Linked DNA regions of Mus musculus: regions 1, 2, 4 and 5 are each linked to region 3. Evidence: chromatin contacts called from public Hi-C and HiChIP or PLAC-seq data. All regions are on one chromosome and are shown on one strand. Each heading gives the region's core, a stretch centred on a gene start, on an enhancer-like site or on the middle of the called end of the contact. The rest is flanking DNA. Distances are from core to core; before and after follow the strand shown.

Region 1 (2,738 bases), core at 200-2,699, 710 kb before region 3:
CTCCATCCTATGCTGATACGTGACTTTGCCCTTCCTCAGCAGACTTGCTTAAGTTTGGAGAACAGCTTCATTTTTTTCCCCTCTGGGTTGAATCACTCCCAAGCACACCCCACTTAACCAGCGTGCTTAAGTGCCTACGTGATGTATCTACCTGTGCAACCCAGAATGAAATACTTACTTAAGTTGCACCTCGGAGTCCCCAACTGCAATATGCCAGTGTCATTACATCACACAGTCTCAGGTTGGAGACTGTCCTGGAATCCTATCCCCTGCTGCACTTCTGTATCAAGTCCCCCGTGTGTTCATGGCGTTCCTCAACTGAGCCAGGCACTGGGAATGCTCAAGACCCAAAAGCTATCAGTTGCAAGTGAGATCGCTGTCCGTCCTGCTTTGCCTCACAATTTAGGGAATAAAACAAAACAAAACAAAACAAAGCAAAACAAAACCAAACCAAACCATTGGTTATGAGAAATCATACTTTACCTATACAATGAATGGCTTCTAGTTCCTAAATCTAATGTAGATCCTGGCAAATAATTACCATAACAATTAGAAGAAAAATAGTGCTACATTTAATGATCATGTACTAATCAAAAGCAACATATTGAACAATTCATCTGTGATACTTAATCCTTGTAAAGATTCTCAGTAAATGCTTGTATTCCACCACCCCCCCCAATATACAAAATAAGAAAGATGAACTTAAAAGAGGCTAAGTAACTTGCCTCGGGTCTCATAATTAGTAGCAGTAAAGACAGAATTTGTAATTAAGAACCATCTAACTGTAGACCCTCAGCTTAGCGGAGAGTATAATTAGTGCATCAGTAAATAGCAAAAGAGAAGAATGGGAAGACAGGAAGAAGGAAGGGGCAAAGAGAAGAGAGGAAGTTAAGAAGGACAGCCCTTCAAGTCTCAACTTGCGGTTACATCTTCCTTAGAAACTAAGTCTTAAACTTGACCACACACTGGACTCATTTGACTAACCTACAAACCTGCACTGATGCCTGGGTCCCTCCCCCACAGCGCCAGTTTAATTGTTCTGCTCAAAGGCTGGCATCGTGGGTGTAAAAGCTCTTGGAGAATTCCAGCATGCAGCCCAGGTTAAACCCCGACCTTAGCAGGAGCACTCCCTTGCCCTCCAAGGTGGCCAAGAACAGTTTTCATTAATACACATGAGCATTTCCTGTGGCCTCCAGCAGCTCCTGCTGCAGGTGTGTGCTGGACTCTGCACAGGGTAAGAGCATCTGCGGAGACCAAGTGGTCCAGCCACAACCGAGAGGTGAGCAGCGTTCAGGAAGTGGATTTTATTACAGTCCAAATGACAAAACCTTCTGTGCCAGCGAGCACACGGACAGTGATCCCACTGGAGCACGGGAACCAGTGCAGTCCCTCTGCTGAGTGTCCTCCTCACTCTAGTGACAGGATGCCTTGAGTCTGGGATTCCCTGGTGATGATTTTCCCAGCTTGTCCCAACCTGAACTCTGATCTGATTGAAGGCCTTGTTCAGCTGTGCTGAGCTCCTTTTTGTGGGCAGGGTCTGGGAGAGCCTTATTGAGTTGAGTAAATCTTAGCTAGAACTTGGCTCCAGGAGGGACCAAAAGACACCCACCTCTTGGTTTGATGTCCAAACCACCTTGGGAGTTACTGAGATGATATGAGCTGCCAAAGGATATAGTATTTTTTTTCTTTTACTCAGGAAGGAAAGGAGCCTTTTAATGTGAGGCTGGAATATTCCATAGGTTCATTGCCAAGCCTGGAGCTGGAGGCTGGCAGGGCTGCACAATTGCCCAGCTTCACACTCCACAGAGAACCAGGCAAGCGTCTGTTCTCTGTCCCCTGGCTGCCACAAAACTCATCAGCACGTGGGAGAGCTGCCCTCTGCAGAAAGAAACAAAAAATAATCAAACAAAACAGCCATTTGCCATGCTTGGCCCAGCCATCAACTCAAAATGTTCTTGAAGCTTGTAATAACAGCTGTTGTTTACTGCCTAGTTCTTGTGTCCCAGATCATGTGCTAAGTACTTGACGTTATTAACTCATATAATCCTCACTTACTCTCCAGTCAGTAGATAGTAGTATGCCCATTTTATTAAATAAAAAAAGTAATCAAGGCACAAAAAGGTAAAATAAATTTCGCCAGGTAAGAGAATTTGCGAATAGCTTCAGTAGGTCTGGTGTGAGCCCAGGTTGATTCTAAGACTCATTATGTGTTAAAAAAGACTTTGCTACATTGTCTTAATCAGGATAGACAATGTTTAAGATCTCTTTGAATGTCTGGAGCCTTCCACTTAGGTACCCAGCAGGTGCACAATAGTTTGCTGAATGAATGAATGAATAAATGAATGAATGAAAAAAAGCTATTCTATTATTCTAAAGTTGGCTCTTCATTGGTCAAATAGAGGTCATAAGGCCAAGGAAAACAACTCTGGGTGCCACAAAATTTTGAAAATCACACAAACAAAACTTCTTATATTAATCACGGCACTCAGAAAATTATGTCCAAAGGACAAGATTTCCTGATACAGCTGTTTAATTTTTTTCTAATCATTCACTTTCATTGGCCAACCACCCCCACACCCATGCAAATAACAATTTGTAGACATTTGATAACAACAGTCTAGAAAGTATTCCATTCGATAGAGAGGTGAAGGGAAATATATTTAAACATCCTTTCTACCCTTGAAATTTTGTGTTCAGGCAGACTAGAATTTGAAAATGAAGAAGCAACCTTAGACTGT
Region 2 (2,700 bases), core at 198-2,697, 570 kb before region 3:
CTGGGGGATGGTTGCTAAAGGGGACAGGACTGAGAGGAGAGGAGGAAGGGGAAACTGTGGTTAAGATGTAAGAGTAATTAATTAACTAGTTAATTAATTAATTTAAAAAAAAGAGGATTCACCCCCACTTCCCTGAGTTATATTGTGTTATTCTTTGAGGAGTTCTGAGTTTGCCAAGATCTGATGCTTGGTACCAAAATGCCTGAGTCTGGGGTTCTTTGTCCAAGCAAAACTTTTATCCTGGAGTTTCCTCTGTGCCCATGCTAACTAATAGTTCTGAGCAAACAAACAGCAATCCTTCATCCTAAGAACTGCTGAAGACAACACAGATTCCTAAGCAATCAGCCACTCACCCTGTGGAACATGAGGCTTTGACTTCATCTCAGAGCAAGCAACTGCCATTACCTAAGAGTTAAAGAGGTACTGATGGCACTCACAGACTGTCCCTGCCGGGGGGAGGTTGCCAAAAGTCACTCATGATAAGGAAGTCCATTTCCCTTGTTCTGAAGCACATTCCAGGCAGGTTTATCACATCAATTACATTCTTTATTTCCTTTGTGTTTCTTCTTACAGTTGTATCTGATGCATGTGCAGACACACAGGCAAAGTCTTATCTAGGGCTTGGAGAAATAGCTCAGTGCTTAAGAACACTGGAACTCTTCCATAGGACCTGGATTCACCTTCCAGTACCCACGTGGTGGCTCACACCACCTGGAACTCCAGTCCCAGGGGTTCTGATGCCCACCATTGCCCTCCGAGGGCACTGCGTGCACATGGTGCACAGACATGCAGGCAGGCAAAACACCCGAATACATATAAATGAACTCTGCGATAGAATGCTTGCTTAGCAAGCATCAGGTTGTAGGTTCAATTCCCAACACTAGATTTTAAAAAAAAGTGAGAGGCTGACCTAGGAGTCTGCAGAGGGGCAGGCTTCAAAGATTCACCTGGGTATTCCTTCTCTCAGGTAAGGGAAGTCAGGAGGCATGTTAACCTGTGGATTATGTAGCTGCATTATTTGAAAAAGGAAAGGAAGAGGTGGGTGAGCGCACAGCTGTGGAGGCATGACCACTGCTTAAGAGTTTCAAAAAATACAGGTAAAGTCACTGTAGAGATGTTTAATGACCTAACTAATATCCTCCAGAGGTAGGCTGTTGATCAGCCAAGATCAGTCCACACCTTCCTTAGCCCCATGAAGTTTCCCAAATCGACCCCAAATTCTACCACATTCATTGTGGATATAACTTTGGAGAGTTTCCAGTCCTCGGCCACCAACAAGGACATTAGACTCTTTTTGTTGTTATCACAAATTCCTGAGGCAGACTGATTTAGTAGAGAAAGAGATGCCTTGTCATAGTTTTGGAGGCTGGAGGTGAAATCAGCACAGTGTGGTCTGAGCTGGGCCTCCTCCATACAGATAGGATGAGCCATTGTGCAGCTGCATTCTTCACTGTGGGTTGGAATGATGGAAACACACATGGGAGCAAGCAATCCCATAGACCTAGGGGCAGAGGAGAGCCTGCGGGAGCAGCTTAGGCTTACGTAACATCAGCAGAGACTCCAGTGAGTAATACCTTAATGCTATTTGAAGCAATATCTCCACTTCCCCTCAAAGAACCTAAGATCTGTTCCTATCATTATCTCCTAAGGGTTCCACACCACCTTTAAATACTGCCATCTTTAGGATGTAGCTCCTAATACATGAGCCTGTAGGGTAGGAGGAGGGTGACTAATAATATGTAACCACAGCCATGGTGTTGTGACTGTTCCCTGGTTCAGGCTTCTAGTGGGAGCAGTTCTCTGGCCCCGTGGAACTAACTGATGGTAGGGAGTCTCCATCTGTTCCCCCCATCATCTCTGATATCCTAGCTCCAGCGATGGGAATTGCTTGTGGGGTATGCTGAGGAGCTGTATAATCAAAAATCAATGATCCAGACGGAGGTCTGTTGTTCTACAGCTCAGCTGGTGTAATATTACAATGCCAATCCTAATGGAGTTACATAGAATCCATCAAAATACCAGGATGCAGGGGTCAATGAGAACGGCAATGCCTCACTTCCCGGCAATTACCACTTATTACTGGGGCAGAGCCTTCCCTCCACTATCCAACTTACTTCAATAAATAATACTGGGCAACCCTGCAGGGCAGTGAGGGGAGCATTGTTCCGCTGTTGCGGCTCCATAGTCAGATCAATATCTCGTTCTTTTGAGACACAGGTGAGAACCCCTGAATCTGGCTGCAAACAAAGCCCCTCTGCTTATACTTTCAGAATTATGATGTATTGTTGCCCCTTTCTGTCTTCGGTGTCAACAGGGGTGTCAGGGAGGGGGGGCTCTGTCTCCTAACCTTTTCAGATATTTACACATTTTCCCTAAAGAGGGGAAAATAAAATGTGTCCTGAAACTTCTTATGTTCCTGCTTCATTGGCTTTTATTCACTCTACTTGTTTCTCTGGGTTCACTGTAGAGCTTTTCCCACCATTTGTATTAAAGGGAAAATCTAAGTAACTGCGGTCTCCTAATTGTAAGAGTTGGCTGTAGAAAGAGGTGATGTGGTCTAGTGATTTGCTGGGAGAAGTCTGGGAGGCTTAATGAATAATGACTCTCCATCAAGCTGAACCTTTTAGGGGCTTAGAAACCAGCATAGACTGAAGTTCTGTCCTTTTCTTTCTCCTCATTGAGACATTCATGCGCATGGAG
Region 3 (2,700 bases), core at 116-2,615:
CCCCGCCTCCACCCCCATTACTCAGCCGAAGTTTAGTTAGTTTAGTCCTTCGGGTGCAGGACTTCGGGAACCTCGGCGAGCGGAAACCCCGAGGCAGGAGGAGGTCTAAACTAAGCCGAGGACCAAGCCTCAGGTTCGCAGGCGCCCAAACCCGGAAGAGGGAGTACAGGGCCCGGATCCCTGGGTCCCGTGAGCGGGTAAGAGAGGCTGGCTCCCAGCTCTGGGAGAGAAACAGAGAGAGATGGAGAGAAAAGTTTGGGCGCCGCACGTAGCAAGTGTCGGAAAAGTGAAGGCGAGTCACGGCGTAGCTAGCAGGGCAACGAACAGGACCCCCCCTCCATGCTCACTCACTCCGGGTAGCCACCTCGTCTGCGACGAGGTGGCGGCCTCCACCCCTAGGACACGGAGCACTAGGGTCCAGGGTAGAGGCGGTGCCTAGGGTCTGGCTCCAGCAGCACCACCCAGGCCAGGGGAGCGCTGCTTAGCACAGAATTAGCTGCGCCCCTCCCCTCCCTCCCGCAGAAGCTGAACTCGGAGCTCAGGCAGGTCCTTGCTCTCCACCCGCCCGGAGCTTGGCGGCGCCACGGTGGCCGCCGCCTCCCCGCGGAGTGACGCGCCCTGCAGCCAACCGGGGCGGCCGGGGGGAGGTTCGGGAGGGGGTCCTGGGCGGAGCCGAGCCGCCCCCTTATCCCACGGGCTCGGGGCGCTTCTCCCGAAAACTTCAGCCCTAATTGTCCCGGGAATGTCCAAGGTAGAGAAAGGGAGCTAAGGAGCCAGCAAGAGGCTGGAGGGTCGCCGCTCCCAGGCAGGGAGAGGATGGGGTGGCGAGAAAACTGCCCCTCCCCCCAAGCCCCAAACCCATCACGTCCCCAAACCTTTCCTGGGTCCTCTTCTCCGCACCCCCGCGAGCCCGGGATCCTGAGAGTGGAGAACTCTGGGCGAAGGATCTCCGAGCCAGGCGGCGGGCAGGCGGGAGGGAGGCCCGGCAGCGAGCGGGAGGCGGACTGGCGTGGGGCTGGCTCTTCCCCACTCGCTTTTTTTTTTTTATGAGAGTGGGGGTGGGCTGCTTTCTGGTAGCTCTTAAAGAAAATGAAGGAACACTCACGAAATGGGGCGCCCTCTCCTACCCCGTCCCGCCACGGGACTCCCTCCCCCTCGCGGGCCAGTACGCAGCGCGGGAGTTAGGAAGTTCGCCGCTCGCCCGCAGCCTGGGTCCCCAGCCCCCGCCGCCAGCCCCACCCCCACGCGGCCCTGCTCCGCTAGGCTCCCGGGCGAGCATGCTAATTCGGGTCGGCCCAGCCCGGGATGGAGGGCGGGGGAGGGGGGAGGGGAACGAGCGGGGGGCGCCGGCCGGGGCGCTGGGCGCGCAGTGGCGAGGAGGCAGGCCCCCGGCGGCCGGGCCGCGGAGTCCCCGGCGGTCGCCAAGAGGGTTAACCAAGAGTCGGGCGGCGCGGCGCGCAGAGCCAGCCCCGCGGCCGGCTTATTGGGCCAGCGCGCGGAGAGACAGGGGTCTGCAGCAAATCACGAACTAATTGATTAAGGCGAGCGGGTTTGAATAGCGCTGGCCCGGTGCCAATCGCCTTTCAAAGAGCCCCTCTATGATTAATCGCAATGCATTATTGATAATCATAATTATAGCAGGACACATGCGCGCTGTGCCCGGGGCCGGGGAGCCGGGGAGGGGGCGGGCGGGCCGGCGGGCGGGGGGAGCCGCCGCCGCCGCCGCTCGATTTCCGTAATTTTGAGAAGATTTTTTTTTAGTAATTTTTTATTCTGCCCCAGCTGATGTTTGAGCCAGCATGTCGCGGAGGAAGCAAGCGAAGCCTCAACATTTCCAATCCGACCCCGAAGTGGCCTCGCTCCCCCGGCGAGATGGTGAGTGCTCCGGCCGGCGCCGCGGACACACAGACACGCACTCACACGCACACTCGGACCCACGCACACGCGGCGGGCCCCGCGCCCACCGCCGCTTTCGCCTTCTGCACTCGGCGCGTCTGATTTTATTTCATGCTTCCTCGATTTCAATTTGCCGGGCCAGGCTTCCCCTGTCCCGGGAGAGCCAGCCTATCCCGGCTGGAGCTTTCCGGAGTTCCGTGTCCTCGACTGGGCGGAGTAGGGTCGACTGGCCGGCTCGCTCCTCCGCCCAGAGGGTCGGAGAAGCCGCGGCCACGACCCTGCCGCCCCGAGGGGCGATCTCTCGGGCAGAGGCCATCTGGAGCTGCCCACGCGAGCTCTCTCCCGCTCCCCGCGCGCCACCCGGGTCCCCGGGCTGGGCCTCTGTCGCCTGGGCCTCACCGCCCAGCCCTGCGGCCAACGTTAAAGAAGTTTACTTCGTCCGGGTGGCTGAACGCCGAGCGCGTGGGGAGCTCTCCGTACCCACCCCCCCCCCAAACTCTCGTTCCCACTTGGCTAGCGGGCGAAACATGGTACCTTTGGGGGTTCCGAGCCGTGAGAACTGGGGGTTGGGGTGGAGGAGCGACATCCTGGGGTCGCGGCCGAGTGCTGCCGGTCGCTCTGGAGACTGACTTAGGGACAGGGAAGTGTCGCTTGGTCCGGCTTCCCAAGTTTGTTCTCCTGTCGTTTCTTTCCACACTTGCACCCATAACCCGTCAAAGTCGGGCTTGGATGTGTGCACCCCACGTATTATGGAGTCCCATCCTTCGGGACCCGTTCTGGTAAGGGTCATTAGACACTTTCTTG
Region 4 (2,700 bases), core at 144-2,643, 620 kb before region 3:
GTCATAATATTGACACAGCAGGGAGAGGTTAAGACTGAGGTAGATAGATATGTTACGATGTGCGTGGGCTGAGTGTAGAGGTGGCTGGTTTGAGCTTCCCTCTAGGACGTTTACAGCAATGTTTAAAATTAGAGAGATGTCTTATAAAGCAGGTATGATCCTGGCTTTGTGCCTGGCATAGGAACCTAACTTAACAGTAGTAGTTGTTAGGCTTTGAAAAATGTCCCCATCACGAAGTCATTGGGGCTGAACTCAATTCTGTAACACACCAGCTCGTTTATTCTTTCATTCAGTAGGTGCCAACTTTAGGCAAGGCACCGAGAGGATACAGTTGGTACAGCAGAAATAAAGACAAAGTTTCCCCCCAAAGAGATGCTTAACCCAGGAAAGAACAGTCAGTGAGCAAGGCATCCTACTGATAGAGCAAGTTCAAAATTTCAAAGACTATAGCTGGAAAATGACAGAAAAGAGAGACACAGATGCCCACCACAGAGCGTACAGAAGAGGCAAGCTACTGCTGCAGTGATTGATGGTTTAGTTGACTCCTTAATGAGTAACTAGTCACCCACCTTCGAGGAGAGCTTGTGAAGCAGGGAGCAAGTTTGTCGGGCCAAGAGATAACAGAAGCGGAAATCCTGGCTGGAAGGAAGGGAAGGAAGGGGGCTAAGAAGGAGGGGAAGAGCAAGATCAAATAGGGAGTGTGGCTTTTATTAACTACAGTGAGACCACGTTGTTTCTACGCAGGAAGTGATGGAATCCAAGTTAAAGTCTTGAAAATCCCACTCTGACTTCCATGTGAGAGGTGGATCCTGCGGGGAGTGGAAAAGCACCACTGTAAGGTGTGGAGAGACGAAGCGACCTGCCGACCGACCAGGCAGGAGACGGCGGGGACTTGGACAGTGGGAATCACTGGTGACTTACAGACTCTATGGCTCTGTGTCTCAGAGCCTGAGGTTCTCAGCAGGGATACAGAGCCCGTCAGACTGCTTTGCTTTCTGAGGTTACCAGAGCAGAATGTTGGGAAGATTTGAGAGCTGTAAACTGACACCTAGCCTGGTACCCATCCCATAGCTGATCCAACCAATCTCAGCCTCCCTGGGTCTCCCTTCTGTGCAGGATGCATGCAGAAAGCAATCCAGGGGGGTGACGCCATGCTAAATGCTATACAGGATTAAAATGAGAGAAAACGCAGGAAAGGAAATTCTTAGATTCCTCCCAACATCTTACTGACTGCTCAGTGAAACAAACAGAAACAACAGCTATAATCCCATCTACATCATCAGAACATCGCTAGTAGCTGTGCCCACATTCCTTAAGCCCAGGGCTCCTTTAACCAATGAAGACAGATAGCTGACAAAATGCTCCCTTAAAAAAAAAAAAAAACTCCAAATGGTCTGTGAGTGGGAGAGACCCTTTATGTCTCTGGTAAACTTGAGCCCTACTGCAGGTGTCTGAGTTTATCACGGAGAGGAAATGACTTTTTTTACACCTCATTTAATCTGATGCTATTCGAGGTTTAAAATGTTTAGTGACGTGACCTTTTTAATGACTAACACATTGCAGGTGGTCCTGTTGTCGCCAGCAGTTAACGTTTGGCATCAGAGAGAGACAGACAAAGAGCATTCGAGGACCACTCCAAAGCAATTGCCTGGTTCAAAGGACAGCTGACTCTAAATAGACCCTAGTGAGGGACCTAGGATCAAAGCTGGGAATCCTTTCTTGGTAGGAGAACTGCACTGTGTCTGCTTCTTTCTCAGAGCTATAATGTGCGTAGTGCATCCTAGACTTAAGAAGCAGGCCTTGCAAACTGTGTGCCTGTATTCCAGATAAGTCTTATTCTCTGAACTACCAATGGGTTGCAGTTTCCAGGAGCCCAGGGGGGACTTGCTAGAGAGGACTTAGAATATCTAGATGCAATCCAGCATCCTAGAGGAGTTTAAAGAGCCTAGAGAGGAGCTAGAGAGATTGTTCATTGTTTAAGAGTGTGGACTGCTTTTCCAGAGGACCTGAGTCTGGGTTCCGGCACATGGCAGCTCATACCTGTCACTCCGATTCTAGGGAATTTGATGCCCTCTTCTGGCTTCTGAAAGAACCAGGCATATAGGTGGTGCACAAACATACTCACAAGCAAAGTATCTGTACACATAAAATAAAGTGAATTTAAATTAAGAATCTAGAGAGGAGGTGAAGAGCCTTGTAGACAACAGACCTCCCACACTGCCGGAGCTCTTGGCAATGGCTGCTTTGCACATTGCAGGTACCCATGCACAAGGGCACTTTCTTTTGGTTCTTTCTCAAATTAGGTGACCTGTAAAGATGAGTGACTTCCCCCATGACCTGGTCAAGGACTTCTGCCAGTGTCAGGTTTCCTTTGGGGACTTTCTCACTACCTCATGTTCTGAAATTCACCTTGAGGAAGATCGCAGTGGTTCGTGCATCAAAACCGAAGAAGACTGGAGGGTACCCCTGGCTTTCAGAGCAGACTGATAGCATCGAGTGTCAGCAAATACCATTTAGTCAACAGCCAGGAAAGGTGACGCAGAGCCACTGACTTCTGTAAGTCACCCGTGATTCCCACTGTCCAAGTCCCCGTCCTCTCCTGCCTGGTGTGCAGCTTCATCTCTCCACACCTTACAGCGGTGCTTTTCCACTCCCCTCGCAGGATCCACCTTCAGCATCCCTCTTCTTCCAGGAAGGGCA
Region 5 (2,859 bases), core at 188-2,687, 640 kb before region 3:
GCCTAGATTTAGCTGAACAGTGATCGATTTGAGAAGCTCAACCTTCTAAATCCACCTGGTGCCAGCTTCTTTGCTCCAAGGTAATGATCACCCTCACAACTCTGCAGTCCACCAAACCAGGTGCCATTTGCAGCTGGAAGTGAGAGGATTTATGTGGGCAGCCAGTCTCTGCTGAGGACTCACAAGGATCTAGCAATGTGTTGCTCACCATCTTATCTAGAACCTGATCACATCTAGAGTCAGGACTGGTTCTAGAATAACCCCAAATCTGTGTGTTCCTCCAGTGGCCCCCTATAGAGAACCATGATGGTTACTCAGGTAGTGGCAAGAGAAACACTTCTTTTTCAGGTTCCAGATTAAAGATTGTCAGAGTGGCTTCTAGGAGGGACAACAGACTCACTGCACATCATGTTTTCATTCTCAGAACACTGGGCAGGGCTTGCACTGAGACGGGAGCCCTAGGATCTAAGTCTCTGTTTATGACATATGTCATATTTCATGGACCACGTCTGGACCCCACTTACCCCTTAATCTCCTGGGAATGCACACATTGGTCTCTGACCCATGTGCTGTCCTGATGGCTTCAACACACAGGGCAGGCTCCGATTTCCTAACTTTTCTATTAAAATTAATATTTGGATTTTATAACTTTAAAATGGGAAGAATGATGGAGGCAGTGGTGGATGTTTATGTCTCTCAGTCACGAAAATCTTCCCCCGGTTCCCTCGCACTGGGCCACACACATGTAGTCACAATAAATAGCATTTACCATGTTTACAGTTCGCGGACTATGAGGAGGATTTCTGTTTTTATATTGATGGACTCAGCTGGGCTGAGGATACTATTGTTTACAATGAGCTACATTTTTTGTTGTTCTGATTTACCCTCAAATTAAATCTTTATTTCAGAAACTAACCCCAGGGAGTCTCCGAAAGGAGGGACGGTCATAAACAGCATTAGAAGAGGCCCGACGTGGCTGCTCCCTGGTAATTAGTCCAAATGTCTCAATCAGAGAGGGTTTCAGAGTTTTATGGCAGTAGTTTGGACGCAGGTTTATTTATAAAACGCTGCTTTGGCATTTTTGTGCAGCCTGGCCTTTGCCCTTTGGTTGGGAGGGAGTTGAGGAGCTGGCGACATGAGCAGTATGGGGAGGCAGACATACAGGTTTGCTGATTGTCACCAAGGTTCTTGTTGCCGTTTGTTCCCAAGTTACAATGTATCTAAATAAGAAATAGATGAAATTTGGGGCTTAATGCTGAGGGCAAGCAAAGAAGTTAAGGACTAAGTTTGAGACCCAGTGGGACATTCCAATCCAGGCAGGCAACAGACCTGTAAACCCCAGTAGGAGAGCCCAAGTCATTAAATAGCCCCAAAGTCACCATACAGTTTAGATCTGCCTAGGGCTTGCCTCCTACAGATCTGGCAAGAAACTGAGAGCCTGAGCTACAGTGACCTCCTCCAGAAAAGTGCCCTAGGGCCCTGTAAGCTGCTAGCACCTCCAACTGCCTCCAGAAGGCTGCCCTGTTGCAAGACCAAAAAGCCCAGAGCACCAGGGGCAACTTTGGCCACACCCCTTCCTGGTCTAGCATGCAGTCTGAGTGGGCTCATGGACTCTTGGTGACAGACTGTCCTGCCTGTTGCCCAGTTCTGTAATGGCAGTTAAGCCAGTGTTCTACAAGTATCATGATGAGTGTGGAGAACCAATCATCTGTCTGTCTATCTATCTATCTATCTATCTATCTATCTATCTATCTATCTATCTATCTATCTATCTATCTATCTATCTATCTATCATCTATCCATCCATACATCCATCTATCTATCTATTTTTGAGCCATCTGGACAGACAAAGGACAAAGGCCTATGGAAGAATGAGGTTCTTCAGAGCAAGATGAATAAATACTTTTTAGGATAAATCCAGGACACCTGCTTTCATGCTGTTCCAACAGGAGTCAGCTGGGCTGGCAGAAAAGGCACTGCTAGGCCAAGTCAGGGACCCAGGGAAAGCAGGCACAAGGAAAGAGTCCATCGTGTATGGTCCTTTCTCATCCACTCATCCACATTGCCACGTTATTTACTCTTAAGTTGATCCATCCCCTACGATACCATCAGTCAACGATAGATCAGCAGCTCTGATCTGGAATGGGCTGCATCTTCCATAGCTATTCAAGGGTGTTATTATGAAGGCAACCAGAGACTTTATGTCACCTAGTAAGCCTGGCTGTATTGATAAGAAAAACTTTATTTGCAAATCAAATAGTAGACAAGATATGGTCTGCAGTTGGAGCACCGCATACCACCATCTCCTCCACTCACTAATTTCACCTTCTCTTCACTTCTCTCCTTCCTTTCTCCATTCATTGCCTCTTGTCTGTTTACCCCCACCCCAGCTCTCCCTCCCCCTCCCTCTACCTCCCACCCTCTACCACTTCCTTTCTTGCTTTTGTCTTCACCTCTTCTATATTTGTCACTTAGTGCTTTACCATTAAAGGTTCAAAGGATGCAGTGATGACAGCAATTGTCAGGTCTACCCTTCTCAGACCCCAAACAGGAAGGATTCTCAAGTAAAATATCATTGTAAACGATTTCAGTTACCCAACATCCACTTCCATTAATTTATTTCTCAGTACTGGAATCCTGGCTCCATAGCATGGGGATGTTCAGGGGCTTCTTAAAATCCCTTCTGTTTACACCATGAACTAGGGTGGGCATGTGACAGCTCTGGTGAAGGGCAAATGGGCAGAAACAACTAGACAGCATCCTTTTCCAAATGGAAAAGAGCAGCCTTTTCATCTTTGACTCTTGGGACTCTAATTTTCTTGCTACAATTCCTGCTGAAGTCTGCCAAAGTGTAGTAAC

Evidence for each region. A called contact is a pair of places that touch in the nucleus more often than the background predicts. HiChIP or PLAC-seq counts read pairs in DNA pulled down with a chosen protein or histone mark.
Region 1: a contact with region 3 is called in an H3K4me3 HiChIP or PLAC-seq map of embryonic limb bud, with 5 times the contacts expected there. The contact joins the enhancer-like site here to the promoter of Sall1 in region 3. A contact is called at or near these places in 7 of 39 promoter capture datasets (the 3T3-L1 cell line, the HPC-7 cell line, cranial neural crest and 3 more), 1 of 484 Hi-C or Micro-C datasets (uterus) and 10 of 115 datasets of contacts at active chromatin or transcription factors (craniofacial prominence, embryonic basal ganglia, embryonic forebrain and 7 more).
Region 2: an H3K27ac HiChIP or PLAC-seq map of extraembryonic endoderm stem cells shows a contact between it and region 3, with 5 times the contacts expected there. The contact joins the enhancer-like site here to the promoter of Sall1 in region 3. A contact is called at or near these places in 9 of 39 promoter capture datasets (the 3T3-L1 cell line, the HPC-7 cell line, cranial neural crest and 6 more), 2 of 484 Hi-C or Micro-C datasets (both in nephron progenitors) and 12 of 115 datasets of contacts at active chromatin or transcription factors (craniofacial prominence, embryonic basal ganglia, embryonic forebrain and 8 more).
Region 4: a contact with region 3 is called in a Hi-C map of nephron progenitors, with 4 times the contacts expected there. The contact joins the enhancer-like site here to the promoter of Sall1 in region 3. A contact is called at or near these places in 2 of 39 promoter capture datasets (the 3T3-L1 cell line and hippocampal neurons), 3 of 484 Hi-C or Micro-C datasets (nephron progenitors and uterus) and 11 of 115 datasets of contacts at active chromatin or transcription factors (astrocytes, differentiating embryonic stem cells, embryonic basal ganglia and 8 more).
Region 5: a contact with region 3 is called in an H3K4me3 HiChIP or PLAC-seq map of embryonic limb bud, with 6 times the contacts expected there. The contact joins the enhancer-like site here to the promoter of Sall1 in region 3. A contact is called at or near these places in 6 of 39 promoter capture datasets (the 3T3-L1 cell line, cranial neural crest, frontonasal cranial neural crest and 2 more), 1 of 484 Hi-C or Micro-C datasets (uterus) and 6 of 115 datasets of contacts at active chromatin or transcription factors (VIP interneurons, craniofacial prominence, embryonic hindbrain and 3 more).

Annotation. Positions count from the first base shown.
Region 1 is chr8:89,755,277-89,758,014 of GRCm38.p6, reverse strand. No RefSeq gene overlaps it. Among named protein-coding and RNA genes, the nearest start is that of Gm24212, 89 kb to the right of the region's middle. Within about 2 kb of position 1,449, at least 3 of the 459 cell types and tissues checked have an H3K27ac peak or open chromatin away from gene starts, as enhancers often do. A contact at or near this core is called in embryonic limb bud, where this site is marked.
Region 2 is chr8:89,615,453-89,618,152 of GRCm38.p6, reverse strand. No RefSeq gene overlaps it. Among named protein-coding and RNA genes, the nearest start is that of Gm26331, 27 kb to the right of the region's middle. Within about 2 kb of position 1,447, at least 2 of the 459 cell types and tissues checked have an H3K27ac peak or open chromatin away from gene starts, as enhancers often do. A contact at or near this core is called in extraembryonic endoderm stem cells, where this site is marked.
Region 3 is chr8:89,041,527-89,044,226 of GRCm38.p6, reverse strand. It overlaps Sall1 (spalt like transcription factor 1), which reads left to right and starts at 1,365. Exons shown (of 3, transcript NM_001371070.1): 1 at 1,365-1,875. The coding sequence starts at 1,800. It overlaps Gm3134 (predicted gene 3134), which reads right to left. Exons shown (of 3, transcript NR_166639.1): 1 at 2,431-2,700.
Region 4 is chr8:89,658,109-89,660,808 of GRCm38.p6, reverse strand. No RefSeq gene overlaps it. Among named protein-coding and RNA genes, the nearest start is that of Gm24212, 7.8 kb to the left of the region's middle. Within about 2 kb of position 1,393, at least 15 of the 459 cell types and tissues checked have an H3K27ac peak or open chromatin away from gene starts, as enhancers often do. A contact at or near this core is called in nephron progenitors, where this site is marked.
Region 5 is chr8:89,681,704-89,684,562 of GRCm38.p6, reverse strand. No RefSeq gene overlaps it. Among named protein-coding and RNA genes, the nearest start is that of Gm24212, 16 kb to the right of the region's middle. Within about 2 kb of position 1,437, at least 2 of the 459 cell types and tissues checked have an H3K27ac peak or open chromatin away from gene starts, as enhancers often do. A contact at or near this core is called in embryonic limb bud, where this site is marked.